Regions from separate parts of the Sus scrofa genome. Here regions 1 and 2 are each linked to region 3. A link is a contact called in public HiChIP or PLAC-seq data. All regions are on one chromosome and are shown on one strand. The core of a region is the stretch at or near the end of the contact, and the rest is flanking DNA. Distances in the headings are between cores, read along the strand shown. Region 1 has its middle 220 kb from the start of FGGY. Region 2 has its middle 190 kb from the start of FGGY. Region 3 overlaps FGGY (FGGY carbohydrate kinase domain-containing protein).

Region 1 (2,790 bases), core at 256-2,755, 620 kb before region 3:
TCAGGACAGAGACGCATTCACTTCTCAAGAACTGCATTGTTCACATTGTGCTTCCATGAGATAAAAGCTCTTCGAGGATAAGACTGTCTTTTTTTTTTTTTTTTGGCTTTTTAGGGCCGCACCTGCAGCATATGGAGGTTCCCAGACAAGGGGTCCAATTGGAGCTACAGCTGCCAGCCTACACCACAGCCCAGCAACGCAGGATCCGAGCTATGCCTGCGACCTACACCACAGCTCACGGCAATGCCAGGTGCTTAATCCACTGAGTGAAGCCAGGGATTGAACCCACAACCTCATGGTTCCTAGTCAGATTTATTTCCCCTGCGCCATGACGGGAACTCCAAGACTGTCTCTTAACTCATCCTTTTTTTCCTCTTTCCAAAGCCCCAGCGGTCCTCGGGGACAAGTACCATCTACATCACGAGGGACCTTGGTAGAAATACAAATTCTCAGCATCACCTCACCCCCAACCAGATCTACTGAATCTGAAACTCTAGGGTGAGGCCAGCAAACTGTACTTTTAACGGGTCTTCCAGTCTGAGAAGCCCTGACCTGGAGAGACCCCCCCCCCCCCATTTCATGCCTGATCTCCTGGGACAGCTCCTCACTGAGCTTCAACGGTTACTTTCCAATCTGTTCTCCACACTACAGCCAGATTACTTGGTTGTAACATGTAAGGACCCTGTTCAAAAGCCTTAAGTGGCTTCCTTTTGCCCTTAAAATTAAACGCAGATCCCTCACCATGGCCTACAGGGTCCTCTGTGATCTGGTCTTGCTTTTTTCTCCAGCCTTGCCCTGTATTTCCCCTCCACTAACTCTCCACCACCAGACACACTGGCTTTGCTTTCACATCTCAGACCAGAAGATCCTTCCTGCCTTAGGGTGTCCACCAGGGCCAGGGACAACAGGAGTGAGTCACCTTCTCTGCCCTTCAGGAGGGACGGTCAAGTAGGAGAGACAAATATGGACACAAATAAACATGCAGATTACAGGAAGCAAAGTAACAGTGCTGAGCACATGATAGAGCAGCCAAGATTAATTCCATTTGGGGACTCCCTTTCTGTGGCCACATCCAACTGCTTCTAAAGTTCTAAGGGGCAGGTTGTCCCACATGAACATTCCAACACTAGCCATTCCATCGCCCTGAGCCTCAGTCCCCACGTCTGTAAAATAGGGGCAAGGGAAGGCGCACATCAGGAGGCATGGAAAGCACCCTGGAGCCCAGGACAGGCCTGTGGCAGGGGCTCAGCAGGGTGACAGTTCTCTCTTATCTCTGCAGCAGAGTCAAGTTGTGATCTAGGGAGGCTGTGGGCAGGGGGGAGAGCCCTGAGCCTCAGTAGAAAATTAAGCACGTCCAGAAAAAAATGACGAGCTTGAGGTTAGGCCTAAAGAGAAAGGAAATTTCCCCTCCACACTGAGAAATCTCCCTCCTGTGGGTGTGGTAGCGAATGTGAAAGTGGAACCTCCCTCCTGGCTCCTGCACTTACCAGAAGGGGCAGTGAGGCTTGCAGGGGCCTTACAGAAAAAGCAGCAGCTGAACAGGAACTGGGGCCACCAGTTCTGGGAAGCTGGGGGCTTCTGGGGCAGAGCCCAGAGGCCCAGTGTTTACAAAGTCCAGAAGTACCTGCACCCAGACTGGGTTAGACAGAAACTGAACCGAGGTGAGCCCTTGGCACCGTCCCCCAGAGCTGGAAAGCTGGAGAGAAAGCCAGGATCACTTCTCCCGGGCACAGGGCTCCAGGCTCTTCAGACAAACAGCCGAGCTATAGCCTCTGAGAGGAAGTGGGGAATCCTTCCTCCCAGAGTGGATTAGCTATTCCTTCCTTCATTCACTCACTCCCAATTCCTTCTTCTGTGAAATAGGAAAAAAGAATTCCCTTGCTGTCTCTTTGGAATTCATATAGCAGGGAAGGATGGAAGAAGGTTTGCTGTAGAGCTCAAATGAGATAATGAATTCAGTCATCATTTAATGTGTACTAACTAAGCACCTGCTGTAATAATAATAAGGACACTTACGGAGTGCTTCGTTATTCCTTACAAGCACTCTCTGAGGTAGCTGCTGTTATTTCCATTTATGGATGAGGAAACTGCGGCTCTGAGAGGTGAACTTGTTTAGATCACACTGCTCGTCAGTGCTAGAGCTGGGATTTGAACATGAGCAGACTCTGAACTTGTCCTGGGTGCAGAGCTACAAACAGGGCCCAGGCCTTATCTCCGGCACTAGAGAGAGGGCATCTTCAAGGTCGGGAATGATCATCTATTAACCAGAATCTGCAAATTCTAGACCACAGCCCAGGGTGCAGTGGCTGATCACTAAATGTGGGTGGGCAACTTAAAACAAAGTGAAATGAAGCAATCTGGTGGGGCAGAGAAGGAAGCAGACAGACAGCACTGTGATGTAACAGGTAGGTGCCTGCAAAGGGCTCCCTGGAGTTTGCGCTGGGTCAGTGTGTACCAGTCAGGGTCTCAATGGCCCATCCACTTAGTGTATTCAGAGGAGGGCTTATCTGCAAAGCTACAGATGTGGAAGAATCACAAGGGAGAAACAGGAGCTTAGTAGTTGCCAAACATTTGCCACAAGGGGAGTGAGAGTCCTGCAGAGCCAACCACCTTAAGAGGAGCAGCAAGGGTCATGGCCAGGTCCAGAGGACTTACAACGAGGAACTCATTCCCTCTCTCCTTCTGAAGCTCCTGATTGGTGAAGAATCCACTAATGCCATCTCCATGGGCCAACCTCCTGGGCACAGAGCAAATGGAGAAAGCTGGAGTATAGATCTAAAAGGGAAAATA
Region 2 (2,889 bases), core at 35-2,534, 590 kb before region 3:
CATGGATAAAGAACTAAAGGACATTATGCTAACGTGAAAAAAGCAAGACAAAGAAAGAAACACTGCATGATTTTTTTTTTTTTTTTTTGGTCTTTTTAGGGCCGCAGCCACAACATATGGAAATTCCCAGGCTAGAAGTTGCATCGGAGCCGTAGCCACCAGCCTACACCACAGCTCATGGCAATGCTGGATCCTTGACCCACTGAGCAAGGCCAGGGATCGAAACCACATCCTTATGGTTATTAGTTGGTTTCGTTACCACGGGGCCACAATGGAAACTCCACACTACATAATCTTAAATGTAGAATAAAAAAATTGTCATACTCATAAAAACAGAGAGTAGGTCAGTGGTTGCCAGGAGTTGCGGGGGGAGGAGGAAACAGGGTGATGTTGGTCAAAGGGCACAGAGTTTCAGTTATCTAAGATGAGTAAGTTCTGGAGATCTAATGTGCGTGGGGTAATGACAGCACTGTTGTACTCTACAGTAGACTCACATTTTGCTCAGAGGATAAATCTTAAATGCTTTTAACACACACACATGGTAACTATGTAGAAATGATAAAATGAACTGTTTTATGGTGATCACCCCCACAACATTATAAATATATCAAAATATCAAGTTGCACATCTTAAATATATACACTCCATATGACAATAATATCTCAATAAAGCTGTTTAAAAATGCTAAGCCTTGCAATCAGGAAAAGAGCAGAGCTACGTGTTATCAACGTGACCATGAGGATGACCCTTCACCCCTGTGAATCCTAACTTCTGTATCTGTGAAATAGGGATGGTAAACCTCTACTGAAGATGGTCATTGTGGGGGATGCCATATGTTGGGCATGTCATAGGTTAAAATGTCTTATGTAGAGACTGTTTAATTTGATATCATTCATTTAACAAATATTTTTAGACACGCTCTATAAAAGTTAGTGTTCTCTTTTTTTCTTGCCAAACCTCAGATGCCTCTGATTCATGACTTCTCCCATTCGTGTTCCTCAGGGTCACTTCCCTACACATTCACTTTTCCTCGCCCCCTTTTGCTCCCTCAAAACCCTTGACTGTCACAACATTAAGATGACAGCACTCAGCACAATACCTCACACTTGTCTGCATTCAATAATCACCTGTCGACTGTCCAGCCTCCTCTGCTCGCTAATTTCTCACTCTTGGCCTTTTCTGGTTCTTTACCTCCTCTGAAGACCTTTGCTGCCCAGTGCCTCATGACTGCGACAAAATATCCAGACAAAAATGCAGAAGAAAGGAAAAAGAAGACACTTTCCACCCACCCCATGGCTTCCTTCTATTTTCGAGGCCAGTGACACTAACAAGAGCTTCCCTTTAACCTTGGCCAGCTGGAGCCCTATCAGCCCTATCAGCTACCCTGGCTGGCAGCTAACACCCATTAGCAGTTGATTAAGCGGTAATTAGGGAGCCCAGTTAGGGTTATTAGCATTTCTACACTCCCATTTGTAAATCATAATTGGCTTGAGTGAGATGCAGAAGCAGCTGGTATGGGGAGATCCAGTCTGCAAATTCAGCCACAGCTCACACTACAGTACCTGCTAGGAATTCTTGGGAACCTCCTTAGGCCAGATAGTTCCTATATCCCCACCTGCCCACCTCCTACCCCACTACATGCAACACTATTCCCCAAACCTCTGGATCTCTCCTACAGTACAGACATTCAAATGTCTTCTCTTCTAAGAAAGGGCCTGGCCATATTGGCCTAGTGAAGAGAAGAGAGATTTGGAGTTAGACCTGGGTTGAAAACCCAGCTCCTGCCCTTACTAGTTCGGTGACCTGGAACAAGTCATTTAACCTCTGTATCAGTTTCATTATTGAAAAACACTCTTGTCTTGATGGAAGAATTTGTATTAATAGAAGAATTTGTATTAATTTTCTGGCAAATCAAAAGGATATTTGATGATAAAAAGATCAGTGTTTGCCCAGGTCCAGAGGAAAGGAGAGAGAGATGAATGGGTGGAGCATAGGGGATTTTTAGGGCAGTGAAACTCTTCTGTAAGGTATTGCAATGATATTATGCATTTGTCAAAAGACATAGTATGTGCAACCTGAGTGAACCCTGATATAAACTATGGGCTTGAGTAAGGAATAATGTAATATTGGTTCATCAGTTGTAACGAGAGTACCATATTAATGCAAGATGTTAATGTTAAAAGACAAACTACATCACGTTACAAATCTTAAGTTTATTGGAGAGAAACACCTCTTCTAACAGTGTGGTGCCAAATTGGAAATGGTCAGAAAGGCTCCAGCAACAGGAGCTGGGGGATGGAAGCGGGCGGGACTTTCACAGAGAAGGCACAGAAGCAAAGCAAGGGAATTATTTGACTCGCTATGGCTTTAGTGATTGCCTTATTTGGGGGAGCCCAGCTGGCCAGTTGTGATTGGTTGTCTTCTGGTTTCAAGTTCTTAGCCTTCATTTATAGGTTAGGTTTGGCTTTGCTTAAGTAGGCTGCCACAGCCTTAGAACCACCTCCATCTAAGGACCTCTTTGTCTAATTAACTGAACATTAATAATAGGGGAAACTCTGTAGGCGGGGGAAGAGGTATTTGGGAACTTAGTTTTTTCTGTAAACCTAAAACTGCTCTAGAAGATAAAGTCTATTCATTTTTTTAAAAGCGTTTTTGACGGATTATTCTTTATTCAAAGTTGCCTAATCCAGTTGTGCTTGAACTTTAAAAATGTACATGTGAATCATCTGTAGGTGACACTGTCTGGCCAGGGGAGGGCCTGAGAATATGCATTTTTAACACGTGAGGCTGCTGCTCCGTGACCTCACTTGGAGTTCCAGGCTCCAGACTGATAATCACTGCCTCAGTAAAGAAACTGGGAAAGAGCTCAACAAAGGTGCTCAATAAAGT
Region 3 (2,700 bases), core at 86-2,585:
TCTGAGAGGTGGACTGTTCCTGATGTAGCCTTTCCTTGGAGTCCATGCAGGGAGCCTCTGGTCTGCTGTCTTCCCTCCCCGCCTCCTGCTCTAAAGCCATCCCGCAAGCATTCAGCTCTCAGGCCCTCGATTGACCACCTGTGTGGCCTTGGTCAGGGTTCTTAATCTCTCTGTGTCTCAGTGTGGATAGTAAATAACCTCCTGTGTTATTTGTAAAGATAAATGAGATAATCCATATAAAGCGATTAGAACAGTGTCGGGCATATCATAAGTACCAAGTGCATTGCTGCCTGCCTTCCTCAAATACCTGCTGCCTCGTTCTCAGATGAGCATTAGGGATGCTGAGGTATACAGAACCCTGTCTGCCTTGAGGAGTCCTGTCCCTGCTGTTTACTGAGTGTCTCCTGTGAGGCACACACTTTGCTTGGGTTACCTCATTGAGTCCCCACCACAATCTAAAGTGGTGCTTACTCTTCTCAGAATTCTTCTCAGACTGCAGCCCAGAGACCAGAGAAGTCATGTGACATTCCCTGTGGCAAGCAGTTCACAAATGGTAGCAGTGGAATCAGAACTCAGGTCTCTCAGGCTCCAGATCTAGTGTTTTTCACCCACCTCACTCAGGCTGCCATTGCCTGACTTGTTTCGAAAGGAAAAAAAAAAAAGCAGCAGCAGTGCATCGTGGGAGTGATCATATGGGAAATAAACTCTCCTTCTCAGGGCATCCGCTTCCAGCTTTCAGAAGTGGGGGGTGGGAATGGGCTAGGCTCAAGAGCCCAGCTCCCAGCAGTCCTTGCTTCTACCCATCTGAAAAGGATCCGTCTTTAAAAGCAAGGAGCCAGAAAAAATAATTCATACTAAAAACAAACTCTGTCATGAGTCATTTGACTTTGCTTTCCCCTGAACACATAGTTTATGTCTTGGGCGAGCTAAGGCTAAAGGAACATCTGATATGTTTTAGGCTAGCAGAGCCATTATTTTTGGAGCTGTACGTCCAATCTGTGCCCATTGGACCCCATGGTTTAAATCAAGTCTTCTGCTCAGGAGACCCGACAATTTGTTATTGCTGTTGGAGTTTGTTTTGGGGTTTGATTGTGTATGAGTTTTACCAAGGTGACAAGAATCTCTTTGTTCAGTGATTCAAAAGTTCTCAGGTGGTGAACTAACCTAGGCAGTGGTTATTCTGAGTCAGCACATGCTGGTGAGGACTGTGTGTAAACCCACATGTGTTCAGGTAGACGAGCCCCTTCAGAAATGAGAGGGAGAGAAGAGGGGAGGGCAGTTTCCAAATGAGCTGCTTTCTTCCCATCCGCAGAGGAGGGAGACGCGGCCCTGGGTCAGAGTATTTCTCAATCCTGCGCGAACAGGATGTAACCCCGAACACAAGGCAAGTGTCTCTGTCTCTTTGGCTGACTCGCTTCTCTTTAGATAGTGAACAATGGTAGAAATACACTTACACTGTAAAAACGCAGACGACATAGAAATTCAGAGTAAAAGGCAAAAGGCACAAGCCTCTCCTGATCCCAGAGGGAATCGTTACTGTCTGTTTTGTATGTCTTCTTCACCTTGTTAATGCATTCACAGACATATGTATGGGAGCGTCTAGGATCATAGTGTGCAAATTGCTCCACAAGGTTTTTTTTCACTTATTAGCTGTCGGGAGGATGTCAGTGCATATAGAGCCGCCCTATGTCTATTACCTGTGGGTGGTAATTCCAGAGTCTGCATTTATAAAAAGTTACTTAACCTATGTCCTATTGATTGACATTTAGACTGTGTTTGGTATCTAGTTTTGCATATGGCAATGCCAGGATCATCCTGGGTATGGTTCTTTACATACATGTGTGAAGAGTTCTCTTGGAGAGATACAAAAAAATAAAATTTCTTCTGGGAGGATTCGTGCGCTTGAAATTGTCTTAGCTATGGCCAAAATGCCCTCCATAAAGGCCAGCCCAGTTTGTATTTCTGCCAACGGTGCCCCTCTGCCTTTGCCAACACTGCGTATTGTCAGTCGCTTAACATTTTTGCCAAAGTCTTGGGCAGAAAATGACTGCTTATGTTCTTTTCCTTTGCCTCTGCCCTGTTGCTAGTAAGAATGAACATTTTCTTTATATCCTCGGTCTGTCATCTGTCAATGGCCTATTAAGATCCTCTCTTCATTTTCCTATAGGGTTTTTTGTCTTTCTTTTGCAGATTTAGAGGAGTTCTTCGTGTGCTCTGTACCTCAGTCCTTTGTCGTATATATTGAAGTTTTTCTTGTAATAGGATCCTCATCATCTACCTTTGCTTATAGTGTCTTATCCAGAAGTTTTCAATTTTCCTTTACTGACATCTGTGAATCTCTTTCTTTATGGCTTCAAGATTTCTTGGAGACTTTCCCTATAAACTATTTCTTTTCCTGAAGCTATGTTTTTCAGAATAATAACATTTTAGACCAGAACACACCAGGCTGGCAGGATGGTCTCTGTGTTTATGCAGACATTCCTGGTAATTTCACCATTAATTACGGGGAAATTCTGAAACCATATGGATCAGTCATAGGCAAATGAGAGGCAGTCGGGGACTAGCTAGGAGCTTGCAGCCTGAAGTCATGTATATGGGCCTTGGACCAACCACACCTAGGCTCCTGTACTTGCACTTGATTTGAGGAACATCATTTCGCTGTTCTGAGCCTTAGTTTATTTCTCTGTAAAACGGAACAAA

What was found. HiChIP or PLAC-seq counts read pairs in DNA pulled down with a chosen protein or histone mark.
Region 1: an H3K27ac HiChIP or PLAC-seq map of alveolar macrophages shows a contact between it and region 3. The contact joins two enhancer-like sites. A contact is called at or near these places in 3 of 47 Hi-C or Micro-C datasets (embryonic fibroblasts, retroperitoneal adipose tissue and subcutaneous adipose tissue) and 2 of 2 datasets of contacts at active chromatin or transcription factors (alveolar macrophages and skeletal muscle).
Region 2: a contact with region 3 is called in an H3K27ac HiChIP or PLAC-seq map of alveolar macrophages. The contact joins two enhancer-like sites. A contact is called at or near these places in 2 of 47 Hi-C or Micro-C datasets (embryonic fibroblasts and fetal heart ventricle) and 1 of 2 datasets of contacts at active chromatin or transcription factors (alveolar macrophages).

Annotation. Positions count from the first base shown.
Region 1 is chr6:153,433,061-153,435,850 of Sscrofa11.1, reverse strand. No RefSeq gene overlaps it. Among named protein-coding and RNA genes, the nearest start is that of FGGY, 220 kb to the right of the region's middle. Within about 2 kb of position 1,505, at least 34 of the 83 cell types and tissues checked have an H3K27ac peak or open chromatin away from gene starts, as enhancers often do. A contact at or near this core is called in alveolar macrophages, retroperitoneal adipose tissue and subcutaneous adipose tissue, where this site is marked.
Region 2 is chr6:153,405,161-153,408,049 of Sscrofa11.1, reverse strand. No RefSeq gene overlaps it. Among named protein-coding and RNA genes, the nearest start is that of FGGY, 190 kb to the right of the region's middle. Within about 2 kb of position 1,284, at least 3 of the 83 cell types and tissues checked have an H3K27ac peak or open chromatin away from gene starts, as enhancers often do. A contact at or near this core is called in alveolar macrophages, where this site is marked.
Region 3 is chr6:152,815,701-152,818,400 of Sscrofa11.1, reverse strand. The region is part of intron 14 of FGGY (FGGY carbohydrate kinase domain-containing protein); the gene reads left to right. Among named protein-coding and RNA genes, the nearest start is that of HOOK1, 110 kb to the right of the region's middle. Within about 2 kb of position 1,335, at least 19 of the 83 cell types and tissues checked have an H3K27ac peak or open chromatin away from gene starts, as enhancers often do. A contact at or near this core is called in alveolar macrophages, retroperitoneal adipose tissue and subcutaneous adipose tissue, where this site is marked.